2 separate regions of the Drosophila melanogaster genome follow, and region 1 is linked to region 2. The links are chromatin contacts, called in public targeted proximity ligation maps. All regions are on one chromosome and are shown on one strand. The core of a region is the stretch at or near the end of the contact, and the rest is flanking DNA. Distances in the headings are between cores, read along the strand shown. Region 1 holds the start of Rev1 (DNA polymerase Rev1). Region 2 holds the start of MED14 (Mediator complex subunit 14).

Region 1 (4,668 bases), core at 1,994-4,493, 61 kb after region 2:
ACGTTCCTGCCGCTCCGCAAGTTCCTGAGTTACTACGCCTGATAATGGCTCAGGTAGCAATTTCTATTTGCCTCTAGTTGTGTATATTTCTTTCCAAATTTCGTGTAGTATTCGCTCACTTCGATGTGTGCAAGTGTGCGTATGTAATCCAAAGTACTTTGTAATTAAAAAGGCTTTTCGCTGTTGTCATGTAATTTTGTGACCGTCATTTACGCGTTTGGTGACCGCTGGCATCATTGACGCGTGCCAATTGGCGCAATCACGTAATTAAGGTCACCGACAAGGTGGCACTGGGAGATTACACTTGGCATTAGGTAAAATAAACACACAACTGCATCAACCATTTGTCAGATCTTAATCAAAAATGGCATAATCACATTAAGCTGACCAAAGTTACAAGAAGACGTCTAACTCGCACATTTATTTAGCAAACATTTATTCAAATGCAATATAACATTAAAAACTCAATTTTAAACTTAAGTGATGCGCCTTCTTCGCACATATCTGCACAGTTAAAGTCATTTATCACAAGTATGTACTATGAATGTATGTTTCTTTCAACAACTCTGCGTTCGGCTGCTGCTTCTGTTTGGTTTTGGAATGGTCTGCACGTATAAAAGTACAAAATTGTTTATATTCGAGCCTGTTGTTTCTGGGAGTGTTTGTTTGTATCGGTATTTGGCAATCTGTTTTACACTTAGGAGCTTGGCGATTCGTTCAACAAGTGATGGAGAGGCAAAGAAATCGAATTCAACAAGAAGCATTACTAGGTGCTACATTTACGTCTGGCTACATGTGTGTGCGATATGCATACGTAATGAATTAATATGTATAATATGGTAGTTCTAAGTATTCGCATAGGTTGCAGGAGGCAAAGAGATCCGTAGCCCAGAGGGGCGGTGGAGGGGATAGTTTAAATGCCGCTTAAATACTGCTGTAGTCTGTGGAGACCCTGCTCCGAGCACCACTTATGTGGAGGTCACGCCCTTGCGGGCCACCAGCATGTTGAGTATCGGGTTTTTCCGGATGTAGCTCACGGCCTTTTTGTGGGTGACCATGGTGAAGTCGTAGCCGTTGCACTGCAGGATCTTGTCGTGGATCCGCAGACCTGCTCGGGCGGCGGGACTGCCCTCGTGCACCTCGGTCACATAGATGCCCTATTTTCAAAGGGGAAAACGTAACATTGTAACATTGAAACTGCTCTTAAGATACCGAACTAAAACTAAATTCCCCGACTTTCAAGGAGAGCTATAATTATTAGCTTTAAGATTGAAGCTCTCTTTTATGCCCGGAATTAGGTTCTAGTGTTTCCCAAGTTTCTCACATAATCCGTGTATCCCTGAGGGCTTTTCTTGTAGTCCTGGTCGATTCCGCCGCCGATCTTGAAGCCGCACTTGAGGATCTCGCGCCCCTCCTGGTCGTAGTCCTTCTCCTTGTGCAGCGTGATGGGAATCTGGGAATTGTGAGTCACATTTCATCAATCACTCGAATTTGAAAGTGGCTTGTCTTTTTTGCTCCAGCGACCCAATTTCACCTATACACACACAGGCGACTGTGCGTGTGAGCCAGGTTTAGTTCGTTCGCAACTTACGCTCAAGCACTCCATCGCCGTGCCGGCCTGGTGCTGGAATGCCATTTTCGCCATGTCTACCGATGCTTTGACTAACTTTAATTTGCTAGATTAGCTAAGATTCCGCTGGTAAATTCGTCTTAAGATTGTCGCCCACAACAAACTCTGCTTCTTCCTCGCAATCATTTATCGATGGCGAAAAATCGATAGGTTGCAGCAATAATGCGATTGTTGCCAGCGACTGCCGCTGACTTTAAATATATACTTTTCATATAAAATAAAAACATGAAGGTCTTTACGATTGCTGTTTGGCAATGTTTCTTAGTTTTATTTATACTATATTATACATCTAGAGTCCCTATGCCTATGAGCGCCGCATGGCCAGCATGGTGTTGATCTCCCAGATGATGATGCGTGTCCGATCGATGATCTCGCGTAGCTGCCTGTTCTTCAGCTTGACGGTCTCTATGAGTTCATGGTTCTCCTGCAGGACTTTCCGGTACTCATCGCACAGCGAGGGCTCGATTCTCGGTTCCGGCTCATCGCGGTAGGGAATCAGACTCTCGGCGCTCATGTAATCCATTCCGGCGTCGTTGCACTTCTCGTAGATGATGCGCACCCTCTTGAAGAGCAGCCGGATGGTGCGGAAGTACTCCTGCACCTTCTTCTCGGAGCTGTTTTCCCTGTGCGAGGTGGGCTGGATGCCCTTGAGGGAGGCGAAGACCTCCTGGAAGCGCGAGGCGATATCCTGCACCGTTTCCTGACCGAGACGGGACAGCTGCACAATGTTAATCTCCTTGTGAGGATTTTGCTGCGAGATAGCCAGCATATTGTTGCTGCCCCCGGCTCCACCGGGTGGAATTCCTGCGACCGGATTGAGTTGCTGTTGCTGTTGGGGAATGTTCTGCTGGGGCATGTTTTGTTGGGGCTGCTGTTGCTGCTGCTGTGGAACCACTCCCCCTCCGCCCATTCCCACACCACCGCCCATTCCCACTCCGACGCCCACTCCTTGTTGGGGCACCATCATTTGCTGCTGCATCATCTGCTGCTGCTGCTGTTGCTGCATCTGGTGCTGCGGAGACATGCCGGGCATCAGGCCGCCAGGACCTCCAGGTCCTTGGGGATTCATCTGCATGCTACCCGGGCCGCCCATCATGCCCATTTGTTGTTGCTGCTGTTGATGTTGAGGCGACATGTGCATTTGCTGCATATTGCCGTGCTGCATGCCAAATCCACCCATCGGCATCATGTTGGGGCCCCCGCCTCCTCCGCCGCCGCTCGATGGTCCCTGATTACCCTGGTTTTGACCGTATTTCCACATTTTGCAACGTTCTTATAAAATAAACAAAATATCACGCAGAACGATAAACTTTGGCAAATGACACTGTTGTCGATAACATAAAACAAAACGGATAGTGTTAGATAACGCTGAAACTGTATGCTCGCAAACAGCTGTGAAGTCGCGGGTTTTAAATTACCAATCCTAAATGATAGATCTAGATCTAGATCTAGATTATCTTCACTAGATAAATTTGAGTGTTTTTACTAAGTTTTTATTTGGTGATTACTAAAATTTAAATTCTTAGTCAAATCCAAAATGGTAATAATAGCCCCCTGCAAAACTCGTTAGGAATGCGTCCATGCGAAAAGAGAGTTGCCACATGCGCGCAAAAATAATGAACATAGGTGTGTCAGCTGAGCGGTATTGGTGGAATTCAATTTTGGCTTTTTCATGCTTTTAAACGATTAAAAATGACCCGCGATGAGGATAATGGTTTTAGTGAATGGGTAAGATGTAGATAAAATGCTAAAAACATTGTACATAAACCAAACCTGCTCTTTTCAGGGCGGCTACTTCGAAGCCAAGAAATCTAAACTTGAGGAGCAGTTCGCTGCCGCCAGCGATCCATTTCGCAAGTCGGACCTCTTCCAAGGAATTTCTATATTTGTGAACGGCCGGACTGACCCTTCGGCGGATGAACTGAAGCGTATTATGATGGTGCACGGCGGGACCTTTCACCACTACGAAAGGAGCCACACGACGTACATAATAGCCTCCGTTCTGCCCGATGTGAAGGTCAGGAACATGAATCTCAGCAAGTTCATCAGCGCCAAGTGGGTGGTGGATTGTCTGGAGAAAAAGAAGATAGTAGACTACAAACCCTATCTGCTGTACACGAACCAGAAGACATCGCAGCCCATGCTCATCTTTGGGAAACCCAAAGACAACGGCGCAAATGAGAGCAAATCGGATGTGGAGCCGCCGAAAGATAAAGCGGAAGTGGAAGTAGACTCTACAAAAGATGAAACGCAAATGGAGTTGGGTGGCATTCTCAAGAATTTGCAGCAGGCTGTGGCCACTTCGCCGGAAAAGGAGGCCAGTGCATCAGAGAGCAAGATCACAAACTTATCCACCACCTCGAATAACTCCACCACCGCTCGCACAGCCGCGGATCCAAATTTCTTAAGTGAATTCTATAAGAACTCACGACTGCATCACATCGCCACTCTAGGCGCGGGTTTCAAGCAGTATGTCTGCCGGTTGCGTCAGAAGCATGGTACCCAGGGCTTTCCCAAAAGAGAGACACTGAAGTCCCTTGCTAATTCACACCACAATTGTTTGGAACGCTATGTGATGCACATTGACATGGACTGCTTCTTTGTGTCCGTGGGCCTAAGAACCCGTCCTGAGCTTCGTGGGCTGCCGATTGCGGTGACCCACTCGAAGGGAGGTAACGCAGCCACCGATGTACCGGTGCATCCGCAGGCGGACCGAAAGGCAGAGCTGGAACTCTTTGCCCAGCGCTTCGAGCACCATTTCCACGATGGAGACAAGGCGGAAAAGGTGCGCTCGGGCTTCGACAAGAAAATGTCGCTCTCGGAGATCGCCTCCTGCAGCTACGAGGCGCGGGAAAAGGGTATCCGCAATGGCATGTTTGTGGGCCAGGCCCTGAAGCTGTGCCCGGAGTTAAAGACGATTCCGTACGACTTCGAAGGCTACAAGGAGGTGGCTTTCACTCTGTACGACACAGTGGCTCAGTATACCTTAAATATCGAGGCTGTGAGTTGCGACGAGATGTTTGTGGAGCTAACCGATC
Region 2 (4,642 bases), core at 1,289-3,788:
TCTGTTTATGGTTCTGGTTTGAATTGGATTTTGATGTTTCACAAAAGATCTTTACAGTTGGGCGGGGATTGTAATGGGTTTATTTATAAGGCCACCCCTTGTGGCCAACAAATGTGTTTAGTGGCTCCCTGTCCGCGACTTTATTTCCCGATCGCACTTTTCGCACTTCTTGTGGCATTTTCACACTCTACAACTTGCTGCCCACGCGACGAAGACAAAGGAAATCGCTTGGTGGCGAATGGAAAAGCTAAGAGGAAGGGAAGGAAGGGGAAGAAGGGGTGGGCTTTGTCTGGCGCCAACATGGAAATGCAATTTGAGTGGTAAGGTCAGGCTGGGCCATAGCCATGCATCACCGTCATCGCGGAGCTTTGGACACGGGAAAGGCCTTCTTCTGCCAGCGTGACATGTGCTAAAGACATTTTGCGTCGACTTTAATCACGGCAATTAATAAGACAAGAAAGGAAGTCCCACAAAGGAAGTGTCCCCAACTGGCGGCCCAGCAAATTGCTGTGGATCAGCGCGGTTCATAGTACACCCCTAGCATACCCATACACCATGGCCTCACCCGGAGCGTGCGATTCTGGAAAACCGCCGAAGACGTCGTGACTGGCGGCCATAAATCTATTTTCGTCCTGGTTCCAGCCTTCAGCGCTTCCCCATCCCTGGAAGCCCCTCCAGATCCCAGACCGTCGGGGATCGGTACGCTTTTCTCACTTGCTGCGCAATTGCGGGATCCAATCTTCCATACTGCAACTCCTTCTACAACTCCACACACTGAGAGAATACTCAGTAAACTGGTCATGGGAAATGAGACAATAATCCAAACTTCATAATTATAGCCTGAACTTGACCTCTTCTTAGTATCTACGTGATTTCAAGCATCAAGCATCCGATTTCCCGCAGTGCATGACCGCTTATTAAGTGCCCCTGGATCTTTATTTTTAACTGCTGCCGCCAAGATCGGGTGGTTGGGATCTCATTCTCTGCGTAGGTAAAAGGCAGAGGGCTACGTGGTGGTGCACTTCTGTACGTATTGGGTATATCGTCTGAATTGAATCCGCAAGTGAATCGAATCCACATTTGCAAATTCCAGACGGTGTCCAATTATTTACGCAGATAAATAAGCGAAATCCGCCGTAATGCGAAATTCAACAAGAAGTAAAGAAGGCACACAACTTGCTCCGCCTTTGTTTGGTAAATAAAGATCCACAATGATGTGGGTTAGTAAATTATCCCCAATTGTAGTGATGGATCGAAATCAGATCAATGGATCTGGCCCGAGATCGAGTGGCAATAACTTATGCGGAGCGGTGCAACTTCAGCACCTAATTTCAGGTCCAGCCGCATCCTGTTTACGGGAACTCCTTGTGAACTCAAGGGTTTTGTCGGATGGATGTGGATATGGAAATGGATCTGGATGCGGATGGAAGGTGGGTAGGGAGGGCCTTCGGGCCGGATATGTGAGTGTGAGTAATTCCTGGGCGCGGAATCAAAGTTTTGGATCGTGCCGTTCCGTGGCGAGATCATAAAGTTCTATTTATACCAATTAGGGGAGAGCTATAGTTGCGGGAAGTTCAAACTCCGAGTACCGAGTACCGATCCCGAGTCCCTAGTCCCGATCCCCCTGCCACCCATCTGCGAGAACTTTCCAAGAGCAAGTGGAGCGATTCCGAAGGTGGCTGCCACTTTGCAAGGCCCAAACGAATGTGTTTTTTGGTGGGTGAGGATAGAGACGGAGGGTTGGCATGTGCCGCCACTTGAATCAGTGGCTGTTTATTGGGGATGGGATCGGATTGTGAGAGAGAGGGGTATGGGGATCGGGATCGGGGAGGCTCCGAGTGCCATGTGCAATGGCAGCCAAACATCAACCGTGTCAAAATTCAAAGAAACAAAAGCGGAAATGTTTTTGTTTTCCTTATTTTTAACAGCCGCCACATGAGGAAAACTAAAACACCCGAGTGCCCGTGGTAGTGGTAATGGTAATGGAAAGCTGACTTGGTCAATGAACTTTTCCCGCTGTCTATAATTGGCAGTGCCAGCGGAATTTGGTTATGAACCTGGCACTACGATGAAGTTAAAAAGTAAATATTATATATAAAATAAAACATTCGGAGAACATTCATTAAATTAAGATAAAACCCGATCAGGCGATCATGTGAGACTGCGATTTATTGGGCAAAATAAATAATTTAATATTTTGTCTACAGACCAATAAAAGAAATCCAAAAACTCTTAACAATGTGAGATTATTAATTAAGCAGCTTATAAATAATAAGTGTTAACTAATAATAATAATAATAATATAATAATATAATAATAATTATAATATAATTTATGCATGATATGTGAAAATTTTAAATTGTATCTACATATTTTGCATGTAGAATATTTAAAAATTATATGTAAAAATACGTATATTACTGGAATGCAGTATTAATGTATTAGTTGATAAATACTAAAAAGTGCGCAAGTCAAACGGTAACACCGATACTTTCGTACAACTAACGCCTCCTAAAATCGATGACACGTTTATCGGTTCGCCAATCGAGCAATAATAGAATTTTGCTGCGCTGCCGAATTTTCGCGAAATTCACCGGAAAACGCACGTAAGCGGGCCAAAACTGCACTAAAATATGCACAACTAGAAAGGCCATCCATAAACCATAAGAAACGCAAAGCAAAAGACGCGGAGCAGACAGGGAACAAACAGCAAACATCATGGCGCCCACCCCCTTGCCCCTCGAGCAAATGCCTGGTGTTGGCGGTGGCGGAGGAGGCTACCTGCCCGCTGCCCAGGTGAGTGTTGCTGCCAAACTCATTATCCCATCTCCATACAATGGATACATTGTGCTTCACAGGAGGGCGGCCCCCGGATCAACACCATGTCCATGTCGGTGCTGATCGACTTCATCATCCAGCGGACGTATCATGAACTAACTGTACTGGCTGAACTGTGAGTAAATGTTTGAATGAGTATATTTATATGTTTAACTGAGGCTTGCTTACCGCGAATTTTAGATTACCACGCAAAACGGACATGGAACGCAAGGTGGAGATCTACAACTACGCGGCACGCACCCGCCATTTGTTCACCAGGCTGAATGCGCTGGTCAAATGGGGCAACTCGGTGTCCAAGGTGGACAAATCGTCGCAGATAATGAGCTTCCTGGACAAGCAGAACATGCTTTTTGTGGAGACCGCCGACATGCTGGCGCGCATGTCTCGTGAAACTTTGGTTCGTGCTCGATTGCCCAACTTTCACATACCCGCCGCCGTCGAAGTTCTGACTACTGGCACATATAATCGTCTACCCACCTGTATACGCGAGCGTATTGTGCCGGCCGATGCAATTACGCCGGCGGAGAAGAGACAGACACTGCTCCGCCTGAACCAAGTCATCCAGCACCGCCTGGTCACAGGAAAACTTTTGCCCCAGATGAGAGAATTTCGCATTCGCAACGGACGAGTCACCTTCGAGGTGAAGCACGAGTTTAGCGTTTCACTGACCGTAATGGGGGATAATCCCACAGTACCTTGGCGGCTGCTGGACATCGATGTGCTCGTAGAGGACAAGGAGACGGGAGGTAAGGAATCTGTAATTCTCTCATAAGTCTATATTATGTACTAAAATCATTGACTTTGATAGACGGAAAATCGCTGGTGCATCCGCTGCAGGTCAACTACATCCATCAGCTCATCCAGGCACGCCTAGTAGAGAATCCCAATGCTCTTAGCGAGGTCTACAACTGTCTGCACTACTTCTGCCAATCCCTGCAGCTGGAGGTTCTGTACACGCAGACCCTGCGTTTGAACTACGAAAGACTGGACGACAACAATATAACTGTGGAAGAGTACGTACCAGGCGTAAAACTGACGGTGTCGTATTGGCGTGATCTAAAGTCGGAGCTGGGCTACCGCCTAACCGTTCAATCGGATCCCAGCGAGATCGGGCGTCCGTTGGCAGTGGTCCACGTGCCCTCACTGGGCGCCAAGGAGTCTGCCGAAGTGGCGGATCGGGCCGTACGCTCTGAACACCTTTCGATGGAGCGCCTAATTGTACATACTGTCTACATACGATCGGTGTCCAGGCTGAGCGATCTCAAGCTGGAGTTTCAGGCTTTTTTGAAAGATGTTGACTGTGAGTGTAAAGTAAAACTTAACTAGGTAGATTATCGAGGACTAACTAATCCCTGTTCTCCCAATGACAGTCAACCTCCAAGGAACTCCTGCTATTTTGACCGTCCCCGTACTCTCGCCCTGTCTGAGGGCCGAGCAGATTCACATCACCATTGACACCCACACAGGCATGTTCCGTTGTCATGTGCCCAAGCATCTGGACTGTCCGATAATGGAGGAGATGCAGGACTGCCTCAATGGGGATCGCAGCAAGCTGCCCGCTTTGCTTTCGGAGCTGCGCTTTTGGATCACCCATCGGAGGTGCGACAAAACCCTACAACATCTTCCGGCTACGGCCACCGAGACACTTCCATTTCTTGTGCAGCCTGATCAGGAGATTTTGCAGCCGGGCAGGCACAAGATTTATGTCAAGCTGCACAGGCATCCAAATATTGTTTTGGTAATTATACATTTAGTAAGTGTAATTGTGAAAATATGAAAACATTGATTCATTCCAGGTGGTTCA

Evidence for each region.
Region 1: a targeted proximity ligation map of the Kc167 cell line shows a contact between it and region 2, with 4 times the contacts expected there. A contact is called at or near these places in 31 of 107 Hi-C or Micro-C datasets (the Clone 8 cell line, the D17-c3 cell line, the Kc167 cell line and 8 more) and 6 of 7 datasets of targeted methods (the Kc167 cell line and the S2 cell line).

Annotation. Positions count from the first base shown.
Region 1 is chr3L:651,120-655,787 of dm6, forward strand. It overlaps Rev1 (DNA polymerase Rev1), which reads left to right and starts at 3,244. Exons shown (of 7, transcript NM_138203.3): 1 at 3,244-3,358; 2 at 3,417-4,668. The coding sequence starts at 3,323. It overlaps MED30 (Mediator complex subunit 30), which reads right to left and starts at 2,970. Exons shown (of 1, transcript NM_138202.4): 1 at 1,868-2,970. The coding sequence starts at 2,891. The coding sequence ends at 1,935. Gale (UDP-galactose 4'-epimerase) reads left to right here. Exons shown (of 4, transcript NM_138200.4): 4 at 1-192. CG3402 reads right to left here and starts at 1,762. Exons shown (of 3, transcript NM_138201.4): 1 at 1,592-1,762; 2 at 1,325-1,453; 3 at 423-1,157. The coding sequence starts at 1,645. The coding sequence ends at 969.
Region 2 is chr3L:590,708-595,349 of dm6, forward strand. It overlaps MED14 (Mediator complex subunit 14), which reads left to right and starts at 2,539. Exons shown (of 9, transcript NM_167835.2): 1 at 2,539-2,796; 2 at 2,859-2,953; 3 at 3,019-3,584; 4 at 3,647-4,144; 5 at 4,209-4,576; 6 at 4,635-4,642. The coding sequence starts at 2,719.